Linked DNA regions of Danio rerio: region 1 is linked to region 2. The links are chromatin contacts, called in public Hi-C maps. All regions are on one chromosome and are shown on one strand. The core of a region is the stretch at or near the end of the contact, and the rest is flanking DNA. Distances in the headings are between cores, read along the strand shown.

Region 1 (4,556 bases), core at 850-3,349, 200 kb before region 2:
TGATGTTAATCCATTAAAAAACATAAATTAAAGTAAATAAGGTGCATTTTAGAACTTTCGGGCCCCGTGGCTGGAATTGCTTAGGGCCCCCAAATCACTAAATCTGCCCCTGGGTATGAATGAGATTACACTTCGATAAATAAACACACTCCAGATACACACATCAAAAATACAAGTGCTCTTTTAATCAATGACATGGACACTTCATGTATTGCATTAAATCTTTTTTTTTAATTATATGTAGGGTGACACAGTGACTCAGTGGTTAGCACTGTTGCCTCACAGCAAGAAAGTCACTGGTTCGAGATTCCAGTCAGTTGACATTTCTGTGTGGAGTTTGCATGTTCTCCCTGTGTTTGCTGTGGGTTTCCTTCAGGTGCTCTAGTTTCCTCCACAGTGCAAAGACATGCACTATAGGTGAATTGAATAAGCTAAATTGGCCGTAGCATATGTGTTTGAATAAGTGTGTGTGGTTGTTTCCCAGTATAAGGTTGCAGCTAGAAGGGCATCCACTGTGTAAAACATCTGCTGGATAAGTTGGGGGTTTATTCCGCTGTGGAGACTAAGCCGAAAGCATAATGAATGAATCAATATATGTATATATGTATTGCATTATATTGTGTCATAGCCTTATGAAAAGAAGTGCACTTGATTTTACTGAATGTGCACTTGTAATGTACTACAAATCTTAAAAAGTGTATTTTAGAAGACATACAGATTAAATAACTGGCTAACTGAAGTAATAAAGAATTTATTTACATATGTTATTAATCAGAGATACCCGAACTAGGGCCCGTGGGCCAAAGTTGGCTCATGGTAACCCATGATTTGGCCCTTCATCCCATCTGAAAATAGACAGAGAATGATGGGGATGGTTTAGAGATTTTCAGTTCAAATGTAATGTAACCTTTTATTTGTGTGTTTTAATTTTAAGCTACTTGAACTGAAATTAAATGTGAAATTTAAATGCTGTTATTTAGTTTAAAATGTGCATACTGTCAGGAAAATGCAGAGACTTTGGTAAGCAAATTAAGGCAAAGGCAGACTGTCCTTGACCAGTGTCAGCAGTGTGCACCACAATGTTATAAATGTGATTATGTTTTTATTGCAATTGCAGTTAGAATTACATAAGTTACACTGCATTAGTAAGTACGATTTAGGATGACTTTCATTTTAAATATTATAAAATAAATTAGGAAATTACCCATGGCAACTTTAATGTAAAAAAGTTTAGTATATTTATCTTCGGCCTAGGGCTGTTAATGATATTTGGTTTTGGCCTTTTATATAAAAAAGTTTGGGCACCCCTGTTATAAATAATGTTCAGTTCCTAGCACAGACTGTTCTTTTTGCAATTATTTTATGAATCACCAATAATTAGTTTTACCTACATAGTTTTGGGGTGAACTATCCCCTATAAGGTGCACTAACTGTATCTAATACAAATATAAACTGTCATAATTTTGTATTTAATTATACTTAAAAAGCCTTATATTCATTATGTTAATTTAAAGTATTTAATCTTTTATTCTAAACACTTCTTTAAGTGTTAAAAGCCATCAAAAACATGACTGGCTGACAAATCTAAATGCAAAGAGCTGAAAAAAAGGACATGCACACGCACTTGTAATGTCTACACACAGCTATAGGGGGAAACAACAGTGAGGGCAGAATTGGGGTCAGCCTACAGTGCCAGCAGGAAAAAGCGAGAGAGAGGAAAGAAAGAAATATATAGAGAGAGGGAGGACAGGATGGATTGGATGTAGAGGCGAGGGCACGGGCCGGGATGGAGATTGGATGAGCAACGGGAGGGGAGGGGGGTGATGTGGAGTGAGTTCGGGAGGCAGGTCAGAGTCAGGGGCAGTGAACATGGATGGAGGAAGGGAGAGGAGGATTGGGGGAGGGGGAAACCATCACTGGAGGACACTGGAGCAGAGGATGGGAGAGGGAGGACGATGAAGGAAAGCCGGGTGGTACGGAAAGGGAGAAGGGCAGAAAGAAAGACGGATGGAAGAATAAGCCCCAGAGTGAGAGGGAGTGTGTGGAGGGGGCGAGTGTGGCAGAGACAGCCGCATATTTATTGGAGTATAAAGAGTATTCATGCAGGGAGAGGAAGGCCGGACTAATGCCTGCCAGCTCTGCTAAAAAGCTCTAAAGCGTCCACATATACACACACACACACTCCCACTTTTTCTTGCTATTCCCTCTGTCGTTGCTTTTTCAGGAGAGGTGTTTGAATGACAGATGTGAGAGCTGCTCGTGTAATGTCCATGAATGTGTGAGTGTGTTCTGCGGTGGACGTGTGTCTCCTGTGCACTGATGTGCTGAATACACTATTTGCTTGAGTCTGCTCGGTGAACGGCTGCAGCAGTCAGGCTTTTGAAATGCAGATACTGGACTGAGGCTGTAGCTGGAGCATTTCTTTCAGGTATGTTTCAGCCAGCTGACAAATGGGGGATGCACTGGCGCTCTGTGTTTAGGGGTGTGTGATATTTGACAGCTGTGATGTCATCATTTTTTGTTCTAACACTAAGAGAATGTCTCATTTTATCTTTCTCTTTACAAAAAACAAAACAAAAACAAACAAAAATACACCTTGAGGATCTAAAAGCATTCACTGACTGATGAAACCTATTATAATACAGTTAGATTGAAACTATAACTATAAATAAAATGATTATGAAATTATGAAAGCACAAAATATCCTTACTATGATGTTTTATTACTATTATTAGTAATTATTATTATTATAATTATTAATTAACAATAAATTAATAATAATGATAACAACAACAACACTAATATAATACCAACAACAATAATAAAACAACAACAATAACAATAATAATAACAATAATGATAATAATAATAGCAATAGCAATAATAATAATAATAATAATAATAATAATAATAATAATTCTAATTCCTTACATCTATATAGCGCTTTTCTGGACACTTAAAGCACTTTACACATTTTTTGGGGGAATCTGCTCATCCACCATTTTTAAGAGTGGTGTTAGTGAGGCAAGCAGGGAGCACTCAACCAGCAGTATGTGTGGGCCCTAATACCCCAGTATAGTGAGGGGACTCTACACTTCGTAGTGAGTGCCATCATTTGGATAAGACAATAAACCTGACATTCTGTGGTCGTTAAAAATTCCAGGATGTCCTTCAAAAAGTAGGAGTTTAACCTCGGCATCCAGACCAAATTTGCCCACTGGCCTCTGTCCATCATGGCCTTCTAACCATCTCCATATCATAATTGGCTTCATCATTCTGTCTCCTCTCCGTTAAACAAATATGATATTCAAAACATTTACACAAACAAATATACTGTGCGGTTCCTGAATTCATTTAAGAAAATCGTTTAAGAAAATGATTCAATGATTAATTTGTTCTTCATTTTTAAATCATAAGTCATTTTGAAAGAAACATTTGAATGAATGATTTAATGACTAACTCATTTAGACAGACTTTAAATTGAACAAAAAAAATACAGGAAAAACATAAATATTGTGCAAAAGTGTAAGAATTTAAATATTAATTTTGCCTTACAATACATTTTTGTCCAAATTATGATAGAAAGGCATATGTAGACAGAGAAATAGAGGGATGGGAGCAGGGAAGATCCTCAAGTAGGGATTTGGTCTTAGAAATCCCGCAGTGAAATTACGCTAGGGCTGAACAATGTATTGTTTGGGCATCGATATCGCAATGTGTCACATCGCAGGATTAGATAATTGAGGAAAGAATTCTAGATAAAGATATTATAATTTTTTTCATTATTTATACAATGATGACAGCGTTGCTTTTCATTTGATTGTTTCATTTCTGCGCTTGAATACTATTAGACTCCTCAGAAAACCATAAAGCACTGTTTATTTATTTACTTTTGATTGTAATAAATGTAAAAAAAGTTCTGCATTAACAGTTGATCTAAGTTAATGAAATCTTTCCAAACATCTGTTCAAATCCTCTGGTGAATTTAAATTGATATCGTAATATATATCGTGGCCAAACAAAATATTGGTCTGATTTTTACAATATCATGCAGACCTACAGTAAGTTATGCTATACTGCATGTCGACACACTGACCACCAAACTACCTCCACCGACAAATTTTTATCATTTTAAATACTTGAATTCTATTTGATTCATTTATTCTTTCATTTATAGCTTCAAACTTATTTTAGAATGTTTTCTAATATGCTGTTTGGCTGTAAAAAAACATGATACAATGTATTTACAGTCACCTTAGTGACATTTATTTAATGCATGAATGGATTAATAAATGAATGATTTGCCAATTGCAGTACACATATAGCACTTTACAATCATATGAGTGGGTCTCTGCACACCACCACCACACACCAGCTGCAGGTGAGGAGAAATTGATTCAGCCTATTTAGTGAATGCTTGCTCAATTAAAGGATTTGACCTCTAACTTATAATTAGTAATTTATACATAACATTAATACTAAATTTATTAGTAAAATCTCATTACATTTATTAAAAAACATTGTTTTGCAGTCTAAATGATTCCACTAAAACAAGA
Region 2 (4,745 bases), core at 755-3,254:
GGATGTTTCCCAGAGATGGGTTGCGTCTGGAAGGGCATCCGTTGTGTAAAAATGTGCTGGATAAGTTGTGACCCCGAATTAATAAAGGGACTAAGCCGACAAGAAAATGAATGAATATACCATGAATTTTCAATCAAATAAAAGTCATGAACCTCTTTTATGATTATTTTATTTAAATTTTTTTTATTATTTAAATAGCCAAATTCTGACTGAGGGAGTGTAATTGAAATGCAGAACGTTGATTGTGCTGGCCAGTTTGTTGTTTGCCTAATAAATTACAACTGGCTACAGTTTTAATTAAAAACTTTAACAGATTCTTATGTTGTTGTTTTCTAAAGATACAGATAAAGTCAGAATTATTAGCCCCCCTTTGAATTTCCTTTTTTTTTTTTTATATTTTCCAAATTATGTTTAACACAACAAGGACATTTTTTACAGTATCTGATAATATTTTGATTTTTTTTTTTCGGCTAGAATAAAAGCAGTTTTTAATTTTTAAGGTCAAAAATATTATTCCCTTTAAGCTTTTTTTTTTTTTGATAATCTACAGAACAAACCATCATTATACAATAACTTGCCTAATTATCCTAACCTGCCTAGTTAACCAAATTAACCTAGTTAAGCCTTTAAATGTCACTTTAAGCTGTATAGAAGTGTCTTGTAAAATATCTTGTAAAATATTATTTACAGTCATCATGGCAAAGATCAAATAAATCAGTTATTAGAGATGAGTTATTTAAACTGTTATGTTTAGAAATGTGTTGAAAAAATCTTCTCTCCGTTAAACAGAAATTGGGGAAAAAACAGAGGGGCTAATAATTCTGACTTCAACTGCATACAATGTAATAAATTTGTATTTTAAAAAATAAGAGTTTTGGACATATTTTGTTTCTTTAAAAAGTGTGGTTATGATGATTATCTGGCAAGCTAAGCTAACTTAAAAAGAGCTAAAATGTCTCTAAAATTAGATGAAGAACTGCAAAAAGGTTCCATTTTGTGAAAAAAGATTCACCAGACTGGCTGCGAGCCTGCATTGTTTAACTAAATATAAAAAAATAGGGTAACACTTTATAATAACTACACACTATAAACCATTTATTAAGCATTAGCAAATAGTGAATTTATTATCTGTTATGCATTAAATCTACATTAATAAACGTTAGTAAGCAGTTTCTAACTGCAGCTACAAATGCTCAATTCTTGACTTACAACCACATTTATAGATTTGTAGTAAAACGATGGTTAATAACTACGTTTTTTCAAGGGCTATCATTTGGCCGACATATGGTTCTTCCTCTATACTAAAGATATCTGTCAAATCTGAGGCTAATGTGATCAAGAAAATAACTAAAATATTAAGTAAATAAATGATGTAGTCTGTTATATAGCTAACTTACACGAGGGCTAACAAGAACAGAAACTGACATGTTAGTTCATCTTCAGATCCATTTATAGAAACACCCACTCAGAAACGTCCAGAAATAAACACTAATAAACACTAATGAACACATCTCTCTTTTAGGATCACCTGCAATTAAAGATGCTCCTTAACAGTAACACTCTCGATGGATTTATTATCAGTCCCTTTTCTCTGAACTTTCCCTCTTACCTGCCTTCAGGTCAAGCAAGCATGCAGTGTACAATCCTCTCAACTCCCTGTATCAAGGTGTTTACAGACAATAATGTGTTAGATGGAGGAATCAATCGGCCAGTTACTTTCTTTCCAGGAAACCAGTTGTTTTATTTGGGCTTTGTGTTGATTCAGCTTCCCTTTTTTCTCGTCCTTGTACTTTTACTTCGGCTTCTTTTCACTGTTATTTTTCTGAACATTTCAGAGGAAAGGTGAAAATCTCCAGCCTTTGTCCACAGCAGCATACAAAGTGAATTTTCTTTTCTCTCCGACAGACTCTTATTTCTTTCTTTTTTACTTCTCTTCAGTGCAGCAGGCGTGGGTTGGTCTGCGCAGGCCATCACAGGAAGTGTGTTTTTTGAAGTCTCATTTGAGGTGCTACAGCTCTGTGCCCTTGGCTTCACCATATGACCCTTTTCTCACAACTTAAATTAGACTGTCCTCTCCTTCTTTCACCATCCTCTCTCCCATGTTCACATCCTTCGCTCCAGCTCCATCTTTTGTAATCTGCCCTTCGTTTTCTTCACCCTAATTTGGCCTTTCTTGTTGCAGACAGTCTCGTTCTTAATGAGACCCGTAGTTTTAGAACAGTATAGTCAATGCTGGCCTCTAGTGTCTAATGCGCATAACTGCAGTCAGCCAGGTCTGGTACGTATATAATACAAGGAACACTTTTTACACTAATACATAATATATTCAATCATTTTTTTCATTTTCTTTTTCGTTTAGGCCCTTTATTAATCTGGGGTCTCCACAGCGGAATAAACCACCAACTTATCTACCACATGTTTTACGCAGAGGATGCCCTTCCAGCTGCAACCCATCACTGGGAAACACAATATAATATAATATAATATAATATAATATAATATAATATAATATAATATAATATAATATAATATAATATAATATTCATTCATTCATTTATTTTCGTGTCGGCTTAGTCCCTTTATTAATCCGGAGTCGCCACAGCGGAATGAACCGCCAACTTATCCAGCAAGTTTTTACGCAGCGGATGCCCTTCCAGCCGCAACCCATCTCGGGGAAACATCTACATAAAATTTTCAGACATGCATGTCTTTGGACTGTGGGGGAAACCGGAGCACCAGGAGGAAACCCACGCGAAGGCAGGGAGAACATGCAAACTCCACACAGAAACGCCAACTGAGCCGAGGTTCGAACCAGCGACCTTCTTGCTGTGAGGCGACAGCACTACCTACTGCGCCATTGCCTCGCCATAATATAATATAATATAATATAATATAATATAATATAATATAATATAATATAATATAATATAATGTAATAAATATAATATAATATAATATAATATAATATAATATAATATAATATAATATAATATAATATAATATAATAAATATAATATAATATAATATAATATAATATAATATAATATAATATAATATAATAAATATAATAAATATAACATAATATAATAAAATAAAATAAATATAATATAATATAATATAATATAATATAATATAATATAATATAATATAATATAATATAATATAATATAATATAATATAATATAATAAATATAGACTTCATTCGTAGGCTCAAGCATTGGCATATCTTTGTTTACAAATCTTTATTGGGTTTACTCCCATCATATCTCCAAAACCTGTCCTTAGCTATGGCTTTCAGTCACAAGATATGTGTTTACTGTTTGTTTCTAAAGTGTGAACTGACATGCAAAAAAGGCTTTTAAATACACAGCTCCTTTTGCATGGAACAATCAACAAACAAAGTTGCAGTTTAAAGGATTGACTTCACTAAATGCTTGTAAAAAGAGTATAAATGATTTAGAAATTGAAACACAGACTTGTAGATGTTTTGAATATCTTGCTTGTCAATGTGTGATTCATGTTACTGTAAGTGGTGATTGTTTTTTGTTTGTTGTCTGTTACACCTATGTGACATAGACCACCTAGTCTTGACCAGGACGCTCTTGTAAAATAGATTTTTAATCTCAATGTATCAGCTTAGCTGTTAAAATAAAGGTTATAATACTGCAGAAGTATGGAATAAACTATATATTATAAAACATGATTATCCTGATTAGTACCATATTAAAGAAAATAAAATGTTCCACTTTAATACATTACTAAACTGAGAAATTTTATCCTCTTTCTTCGATTCCGAAATAATATATTATAATAGTATTATTTTCTCAATAGCCTAATAATATATAAATAAAACATGTATACATATCTTAGCCCAAATAATGTATATATTATTTTATATTATATTATATTAAATTACCTTATATTATATTATATTATATTATATTATATTATATTATATTATATTATATTATATTATATTATATTATATTATGTTATATTATATTATATTATATTATACTGTATTATATTATATTATATTATATTATATTATATTATATTATATTATATTATATTATATTATATTATATTATATTACATTATATTTTATTATATATTATTATATTATATTATATTATATAGTATTATATTATATTATATTATATTATATTATATTATTTTATATAGTATTATATTATATTATATTATATTATATTATATTATATTATATTATATTATATTATATTATATTATATTATATTATATAGTATTATATTATATTATATTATATTATACTATATTATGATGAACAATATCCCGCTTATTACACAGTTAGTCGCCACTAAACTTACCAATCAGACATATTGATGCTTTCATCAAATGTAAAGCTGATAAAAAAAAACGGCTTAATGCAGCCTGCCCTGCACTAACCTACTCATAGTTCAGTCGCAAGATGGCGCCAAACAGTCAAAAACGGCAGCTTAAATTAACATATAATAAATATGAATATTTTCAATATGACTCGTAGCACCCGGATAAGCCTAGTTTCAGTAGCCTATATTTGTTATAATATACAGTGCAATGTCGCGATTGACCAATTAGAATAAAGTATTCCTGAGAGCTGTGTACTAAACTTTTACATAAAGTATTCTCTATTGTAAGATGACAATTGTCATTTAATTAATTTTGCTAAGGTGTTTTATGCTTTCATCTGTAAGGTATGTATCTACAGCAAACATATTTTGCCT

Evidence for each region. A called contact is a pair of places that touch in the nucleus more often than the background predicts.
Region 1: a Hi-C map of embryo shows a contact between it and region 2, with 4 times the contacts expected there. The contact joins two enhancer-like sites. A contact is called at or near these places in 3 of 18 Hi-C or Micro-C datasets (caudal fin and embryo).

What each region holds. Positions count from the first base shown.
Region 1 is chr23:20,233,179-20,237,734 of GRCz12tu, reverse strand. All of the region lies in intron 5 of nol4lb (nucleolar protein 4-like b), which reads right to left. Among named protein-coding and RNA genes, the nearest start is that of srms, 20 kb to the left of the region's middle. Within about 2 kb of position 2,099, at least 6 of the 62 cell types and tissues checked have an H3K27ac peak or open chromatin away from gene starts, as enhancers often do.
Region 2 is chr23:20,028,675-20,033,419 of GRCz12tu, reverse strand. No RefSeq gene overlaps it. Among named protein-coding and RNA genes, the nearest start is that of nol4lb, 16 kb to the left of the region's middle. Within about 2 kb of position 2,004, at least 8 of the 62 cell types and tissues checked have an H3K27ac peak or open chromatin away from gene starts, as enhancers often do.